Regions from separate parts of the Zea mays genome. Here region 1 is linked to region 2. A link is a contact called in public Hi-C data. All regions are on one chromosome and are shown on one strand. The core of a region is the stretch at or near the end of the contact, and the rest is flanking DNA. Distances in the headings are between cores, read along the strand shown. Region 1 holds the start of LOC100276346. Region 2 holds the start of LOC100383551.

Evidence for each region. Hi-C and Micro-C count contacts between places; a contact is called where the count stands out from the background.
Region 1: a contact with region 2 is called in a Hi-C map of endosperm, with 2.4 times the contacts expected there. The contact joins the promoter of LOC100276346 here to the promoter of LOC100383551 in region 2. A contact is called at or near these places in 2 of 25 Hi-C or Micro-C datasets (ear and endosperm).

The regions. Positions count from the first base shown.
Region 1 is chr2:61,645,817-61,650,125 of Zm-B73-REFERENCE-NAM-5.0, reverse strand. LOC100276346 reads right to left here and starts at 2,744. Exons shown (of 11, transcript NR_175984.1): 1 at 2,381-2,744; 2 at 2,224-2,293; 3 at 2,003-2,127; 4 at 1,456-1,564; 5 at 1,322-1,385; 6 at 1,161-1,216; 7 at 71-178.
Region 2 is chr2:61,386,881-61,391,099 of Zm-B73-REFERENCE-NAM-5.0, reverse strand. It overlaps LOC100383551, which reads left to right and starts at 1,752. Exons shown (of 7, transcript NM_001362090.1): 1 at 1,752-2,538; 2 at 2,611-2,755; 3 at 2,838-2,891; 4 at 2,978-3,069. The coding sequence starts at 1,778.

The DNA of each region.
Region 1 (4,309 bases), core at 1,495-3,994, 260 kb before region 2:
AACTAGCATATAACGTCCTCAACATTTGGAGGAACAATTTTGACATCAAAGTCACAGAAACAAATCATACCCCAAATCGGATTGTTGGATACGATGCCAATTGGGAGAATATAGGGCCAAAACTCTGTGCCATAGGAACAATTACAGGTGAAAATAGTGGGATCGCAGAGCTTGCCTCCTGCAACAAATGAAGGGCATATAAAGAGGTAATTTTTCCATAAGCATATTTTTCTGGAACATGAAATTTGAGAAGAAGAGTTGGACACAACCTTCTCTAACTCGAAGCACAAAAAACGAGATGGTACAAAATGCCACCTGATAATGGCATATATGGTTCTGAAAACTAGTTACTTTTTTAGAGTGGACGCGCTAACCAGTTCAACCAAAAAGCTTAAGCTATTAGAAGGTAGGCAGTGCACTTGTACACTTCAACAATTGCATGTCACATTCAAAGAGCCACATCACATGTTAAAAATGATAGCACTGTTCTGTAAAGGAATCATACAAAACATCTCCCATGTCTTTTGCATTTACATACGATGTATGAAAATAGAACTTGAAATAGCAAGAAACATCTCAGCTAGTGAAGCAAAAACATCTGGAATATGCAGTTCTGAAGTATCACATGCAACCAGTTATTTTAGATAATTTAGTTATAGTACTAGATATCCTATGCTCAAATATATGTTTCACGGACCAACTCCAAGTTTATGTACATTTGGACAGAGGACTAAAACTGAGTCAAATTTGTAATGATACATGCAGGCATGTAGCTAAAGAAATAGTAACCATAGCCACACCTGGATGGGGAAACCGAGTTCAACCCTAAAGCTTAAGTTGAGTTGCATGCACTGACCAGTTCAACCCTAAAGCTTAAGTTGATGGGGAAACCGAGAATTTACTTATATTCTAACAATCTCCCTCACGTGGAGACCCCCTCAGACCTCAACGTGGAATAGGTTCGAGCAACAATTATTTTTATTTAATTGCGCTAATCAGGATTCAAGCTAGAGACATCTGACCTTGATACCATATTGAGTTGCATTGCATATACTGACCAGATCAACCCAAAAGCTTAACATGATGGGGGAGAAGTGGACAATTCACTTATATTCCAATAGGTAGGAGTAGGATGAATGGCAAGATATGCAAAAACATACCTTGTTGTTAAAGGACATCAGTACATTTCCACTTCGCTGCACAGCATATCTTGATCCTGGAGTACAAACCATTAGGAAGACAAATTATATAATTGTAGCAAAAAGAAAAGGACAAAAGGAGAATATTTCATAAACAGGAATTGGAAATAGATGTGTCTTACCAATCAACATGTGGATAACAGATCCCAATGAATGTCCAACACCAAACGTTGGGAGATCATTTACCTGTTTAAAATTTCATATACTTAGTACAATGGACAGAATCCTGATTTATTAAGCAGATAGTTTTACTTACAGGCTCATCCAAGTTTCTCAAACACCTGTCAAACTTAAATTGAACTTCATCTGCAATGAAGAAATGGTCAAAGCCGCTCGCATAAGGTGTAGCAATCACCAAAGCTCCCCTAGAAAACGAAAAGATAAATGAGCATTTTTGCAGTGGAAATAGGGAAGCAACTGTATAAGTCATAATGGAAGGAATTGGATTAGATCAGTAGTCAGGTAATGACAGAGTTATCTGTATTTTTTATTCATAGATGAACAAACATAGGAGTACTCCTTAAAGCTCACATGAACAAGTGAGAATATTAGTTTAGCAGTATGCTCCATCGTTTCAGGACATTCGTTTGGCAATGCTTTGTTTGAGAAAACAAGCTCAAAACACATGGAAGTACAACTGTACAACCCAGGTGCGAAAGTTGAGCTAACTCTCTGTACTTTTCATAAAGTTCAGATATTACTCTTCCTCGATGACAAGAAGATCACAAAGCTTAATCATCCAAAATAATAAAATAGCTCATAGGAAACAAACTTGGGTGGTTTGACACTGCTTTTAAACATACCTGTTCGCGAGACACTCGAGGAAGAAGCGGTATGTGATCTGGGGAGCGGCTCCGACAAAAATTCCTCCAACAAAGTGGACAACAAATGATGGCTCCAAGGACTTCGGTCTCAACACCCATGATCCCTAGCATAACAATCAGCACTAATAATCAATACAATCCGGATAAAGTTATAAACACAGAACGCAACTGTAGTGAAGGCTAGAGCCACCGAAACGCACCTCGACTTCGGTCCAATCTCCAGTCGAACCCCAGCCTTCCCGGGACTGCTTTGCCGCCTCCGTGATTACCCTACGCGCCGTCCCCTCCGCAGTGAGATAAGACCGGCGCCAAGGTTCGAGAAGAACAGATAAAACCACAGAATGATCCACTGCCTACCTCTCGATCTGGGAATAGAGCTGTATCGACCCGTCGGAAGGCGCTGCGGAGGTCGGTGGCGCGGCGGGGCGAGGGCCATCTGCGTCTGGAGACGAGCAGCACGAGATGGCGCGCCTCCGCCTCCTGCCCCTCCCAATCGACGCCACGACTCTACCCCGCGACTCCGTGAAGAGGCGCACGGGCGCGGACGACGCAGAAGCCGCGCCGCCGCACCCGTGCATCCGCAAGGCTGACGATGGCGGCTGAGACGCTGCCGCCATCCTTATCATCTCTCCCGCGCCCCCACTCCTCCTGCCACAACTTTAACCGTACGGATTTTTTCTCGTTGCGTCTCCCGCTTCAACCACCAGCTACGAGGGCCGAGTGCGGCTGTCACTCGGAAAGCGGAGGGCGTGCGGCGACTCCGCCTCGTAACGACTGCCGCGAAACGGGAGCCGCACGATGCAACCGATGCGGCGTGCGGATCGTCCGATCCGTTCCCGTTTGCCTTTCTCTGCACACCATCCCGCAGCGCATCGCGCACACCACACCCACTCCAACTATACATGTCCAAACAGCGCGGCTGCCTGTTTAGCCCGAAGTCCGGCAAGTTTTTAGCCCGGTCACGGCCCGGTTAAGATCGTGTCCGGACTAGCACGGTCCGATCCGCGTGCTGGGCTTGGACGCCATATGCGGCCCACGTGCTTTGGCACGGCTCGGTACGGATAATGGATCGGCTCGTTCTCAGCCCGCGCCCCATCTCACAAACTTAATCCAAATCCCCGCGACCCTGCCCAGGCAGCCAGCCAGCCCCAGTTCTACCGCCCCTGTCCCGACTTCGTCTTCGTACGGCTGTGCTTGGCGATTTTCTTCCTCTCGGCTCTGCCTCCGCGTCGCGACGTCGCCTCGGTGCCTGCCTCGGTGCCTCCTCCCACCGTCGACGGCCGACGGCTCACCACCTCCGACGTCTCTGGTGCTCCCTGACTCCCTATCCTCCCTCCCTCTGTCTCCCTATTCCTAACCCTCACCCTAATCCCATTCGGATCTGGTGATTGGTGATGCTCGTTCATCGTTGGTGCTCCTCGCTGGTCGGCTGGTGCTCCTCGCCTCCTCGGATCGAGTTGTAGCTTGACAGCTGGTCGGTTGGTGCTCCGTGCGGTGCAGGTGCGTGTTTCCCTTCCTGATTCTTCACTGTCTCCGGTCCGGTGGTCCGCGGCTCCGCGCCTTGTATGGTCACTGGCTCACTGCCTCACTAGTGCCCCTGCTCCTCGCCTCCTCGGATCGAGTTGTAGCTTGACAGCTGGTCGGTTGGTGCTCCGTGCGGTGCGGGTGCGTGTTTCCCTTCCTGATTCTTCACTGTCTCCAGTCCGGCGGTCCGCGGCTCCGCGCCTTGTATGGTCACTGGCTCACTGCCTCACTAGTGCCCCTGCTCCTCGCCTCCTCGGATCGAGTTGTAGCTTGACAGCTGGTCGGTTGGTGCTCCGTGCGGTGCGGGTGCGTGTTTCCCTTCCTGATTCGTCACTGTCTCCGGTCCGGCGGTCCGCAGCTCCGCGCCTTGTATGGTCACTGGCTCACTGCCTCACTAGTGCCCCTGCTGGCTGCTTGGACATCTATAATTTTGTTCTGTTTTCATTTTCCTCCCATTCTCGCCCTCCTTCTAACCTGTCCGGTTGTCCGACTTTCTCTAGTGCTCGGCTGGTCCTTGCTCGTTGGTCGCTCTGCTCGGCTGCTCCTCGGACCTCGGCTCCGTTCTGTCGTGTCTGGTGCTCTGGCTTGAAAAGGTTTGTTTAATTTTAGCCCTTTAATTCTTGTAATCGTCTGGATAGTTAGATGTACATTTAATTTCATTTTGTTGCCTTGAACCTTGTAGCTGTTGAGGTAGCCGGAGCCGATTGTACGTTGTAGCCGTTGAACCTCCTAGTCGTCGGGCTCGTGTCCGTTGTAGCCGTC
Region 2 (4,219 bases), core at 503-3,002:
AAATGGTGAACTAGGTATTGTTCATCTTTTCCAAGTTTTACCCCTTTGTGGTTGGTTTTGAGCTGTTTCTGACTTAGAACTGAGTTGAGTAGACTTATGCACCTGTGAATCAAAGACTGCATAAACTAGTTAGTCCATAAGGTTGTTATGGTCATCAAGCACCAAAATTAATTAGGGAAAATGATTAGGACCATTTCCCTTTCAAATATTTAAGATGTCGACATCTATCAAATCTTATCCGACACAACTTGTCCGACACAACTTGATAATTTCTATATCAACTGAATCTGAAGAGAAAATATGAAAACAAATATGGAACGATTAATATCTGTCCGTATCCGACCTGATTACAGCCCTGCTATAAACCCACATTTACACTCACCTAGCCAACAAAACACATGTATTTATGCTTTATACTCTACTAGGTATGTGCCCGTGCGTTGCCACGAGACGGGAGAGCGTGGGGAGCGGCGTCTAGGCTGCAAATATAATTATTGTTTATTCTTAAACATTAAAATACATGTGGTCTAGTGGTTAGCCCCAAATTTCTAGAGTAGAGGGGTGTGGCTTCGAGGGCTCGCTTTGCATTATTTTTTGCGGGTGCTTGACGTGGAGAGGGTGAAGTCATGGTAGCACAGGTGCCCACATTAGATTCTTAATAGATTATTATTACAGTTAGTTGCCCGTACTTTTGCTACGAACCCTAAATATATCATATAAATAGGTATTGAGTGGTAGCACAGTTGCCCACATTAGATTCTTAATGATTATTATTATTATAACCAGTTGCCCGTGCTTTTGCTACGGACCCTAAATATATCATATAAATATGTATTGAGATATTTATTCAAATATAATTATTATTTAATTCTAAATACTAAGATACATGTAGTCTCGTGGTTAGCCCCAAATTTCTGAAGTAGGGGGCCTGTGTTTAAATGCTCGCTTTACACCATTATATATATATAATCATTGTTTATTTCTAAACAGCGCGGGCACAGGAGGTCCACAGGGTAATAGCTGAGAGCGTGTTTAGCGTGGAGCCACAGGGCACGACGTCGAGGCGGGGGGACCCTATGTGTCAGCGTGTGATGAAGTCGTGGTAGCACCTGGTGCCGAACATTCATTCTTAATAGTAGTAAGAATATTTATAAATGGAAATCATAGCTCATACGAGCAATTTACTAGTTATGTTTTATTTTGATGTAGACATGGTTTTTGTCTAACAAACCATCTCGCTTTCTTAATTATAATTTTACATTAATATTTTTTCTTGATTAGCATTCTAATAAATAAATATAAACCATCTTTTTTTAACTAAGAGCGTCTTTGAGGATACATTTCTACGGAAAATCGTTAGACTGTCTTCTATGGATTCTATAGAATAGAGACACGATATTATAGATAATACTGTTTATAAAGTGAATTTTGAAATAGAGAATGACATATACGATAAGATAGGAGAGCTGTTTGAGACGGTCTTAATTATATTTAAAAACCGGTTTGTTATTTACCAGCGATTAGTGGGAAAAGTTGTTTCATTTGCCCCAGTCACCCTCGCCGACGCGGGTCCCACTGCCGCAACGTGTAACATTCCCGCTGTGACGGAGCCGTGATTGAGCCGTGACGGAGCCGTGGGTCGCGCGGCGCCTGCCCGCCCCGCCTGCCCTCATTAACTTGAGCCACACCTCGCGGTAACGTCGTCACCCTAACGCCGCCGCCGTGTCTGGGAGCGGAGCCCGCGGTGTAACCCTAACGCCGCCACGCGCGGCCATCCATGGCCTCCTGCGACGACGACTTCGTTCTCCTCGGTGACGACGCACACCAGCCGGCAACTCCCCCACCCCCGGCCCCCACCGCCCAGCAACCCGCGCCGCCGCCGCCGCCGCCGCCACAGGCCTCCCATCCCTTCAGCTTCACTGACGCGGTTGCGGGGGCTGCCGCCGGCGCCGGCTCCTTCGCGCAGGCCCAGGAGGAGAGCAACCACCACGCCGAGCGCGGCAAGCCGGCGCACCACGCCAAGCGGGGCAGGGAGCGCGCCGAGGAGTTCAGCAGCGATGGGGGCGAGTACTGTTCCTACATCAACAGCAGCGGCAGCGGCGGTGGTGGGAAGAAGGGCCGTGGCGGTGGAGGGAGCTCGAGCGTGTCAGACTACCGTAAGGATCGGGAGGAGTGGACGGACGGCGCGATCAGCAGCCTCCTCGACGCCTACACGGACCGATTTGAGCAGCTCAACCGGGGAAACCTGCGGGGTCGGGACTGGGAGGACGTGGCCGGCGCCGTGACCGACGGGCAGGGCAAGACTACCGGGGCCAAGAGCGTGGAGCAATGTAAGAATAAGATCGACAATCTTAAGAAACGTTACAAGGTGGAGTGCCAGCGGCTCTCCAGTTCGGGCGGGGGTGCCATCAGCCACTGGCCCTGGTTCAAAAAGATGGAGCAGATCGTGGGAAACTCCGCATCTCCTGCCTCCTCCAAGCTTCTAACTGCTGCCGAGGATGAGAAACCGAGGCAGCAGCAGCAGCACAGCAGCAAAAGGTGGTTCATTTTTACATCATGGCTTGATCAATTTGGAGATCTACTGGTCTTAACTAATGTTTGTCGCGGTAGGTATCCTCTTTCCTGTACTGGCCCTCCTACTGGGGTTGGTAGCTCCAGAACGAACCCTCTTTCAAATCCAAGATGGAAGAGGGTGCTTCTGAAGATTGGGGGCACTGCCCTATGTGGAGCAGCTCATCAAAATGTTGATCCCAAGGTAGTTTATATTAGCTGATGGTGATAGATCTATTTTGATGCTTCCCTAATTGTTATGTACTACAATTTTGTCACTTCGTCAGGTGATTATGCTGATCGCTAGAGAAGTTCAAGTGGCATGCCATCATGGTGTGGAGGTAAATAGAGTACATACATTTCAGAGATGCATTCTTCTGATATCAGGGAACACTAGTCAATTTAATATTACATTGAATCCTATCAGGTGGCAATCGTGGTAGGAGGGCGGAATATATTCTGCGGTGACAATTGGGTAGCTGCAACAGGCACTGATCGAGCCTCAACGTACCCAATTGGGTAATTTTCTGCCATCGTTATTTCCCTTACTTTTGATCTATGTCTGCCCTCTGTTCTGCTTTACACATTTTTTTACGATATAACAGGAATTGGGAATAATGATGAGCATGCAACAAAAATATTTGATGGGTCCTGGACTCCTAGAGAAAGACTACTAGCAAATTGTCAGTTCTTCTTGTTGTGCTAGTGAATGTTGATAGTATAGGACTTGGCCATAATTGTATTCTAGTCACTTGGTTGGACCTGCTTATTGGTTAGAATGGATTAGAAGTTTCCTTATGCTTTTGTTTTGTGTATAATGCATTCCTGATCTAGCATCTATATTGTCAAGTGCCACTTAAAGTTTATAATCTCACATAAGTCCTACGTGAGAGAAGTTTATGCTTGTGTAGCACGTCATTGAGTTTAGGAATTACAAGAGCTGGAATATTTAATTTTTCCCACTTTTACATTTGCCAACGGCTCAATTGCCAGCTTTGGATGTGTCCCTATGTTTTTGCTGTTGCACAGATGAAAACGCCACCGTTTTAGACATTCTGCACGTGTGGCTGGTCAAGTCACCGTTCCAGCGTGGAAGGGGAATGCCGAAAGACCTCCCTGCCCCTGCCTTATCCATTCAGGTACGCGTGGGCTCAACACCATTCTTCTCCACCAGAATGTTGTGGCCACACATGCCTAAATGGATACAACAGGGACAGAGAGGTATTTTGGCATTCCCCTGAGGGTGACTTGGCCAGCCATGCATGCAAAAATTTTAAAACGGTGAAGTTTTCATCGGTGTGTTGCAAAAACGTAGGGACGCACCCAAAGCTGGCAATTGAGCCCTTGCCAAATGAAAAGTGGCAAAAAATTAAATATCCCACAAGAGCTTGATTCAAGATCAAACTATTAACTATAACAGGTGAAGTTTATTGTGTATTTCTGTGATTCTACAACATGTGTGTGGTGGTGGATGGGGAGGGGCGGATTTTTTTTCCCTAGACCCCGCACAGTGCGGGAAGCCTACGGCACTAGGTACGCCCTTTTTGCCATAGTCAAGAACTCAAGATTTCAAAACTAAGCACTGTGTTATACGTTGTTGGATCTGTGTGGGGTTTTGAATGTGTACAAGATGCTATGTAGAGATGTCAACTCAGGGCACCATCTTGTT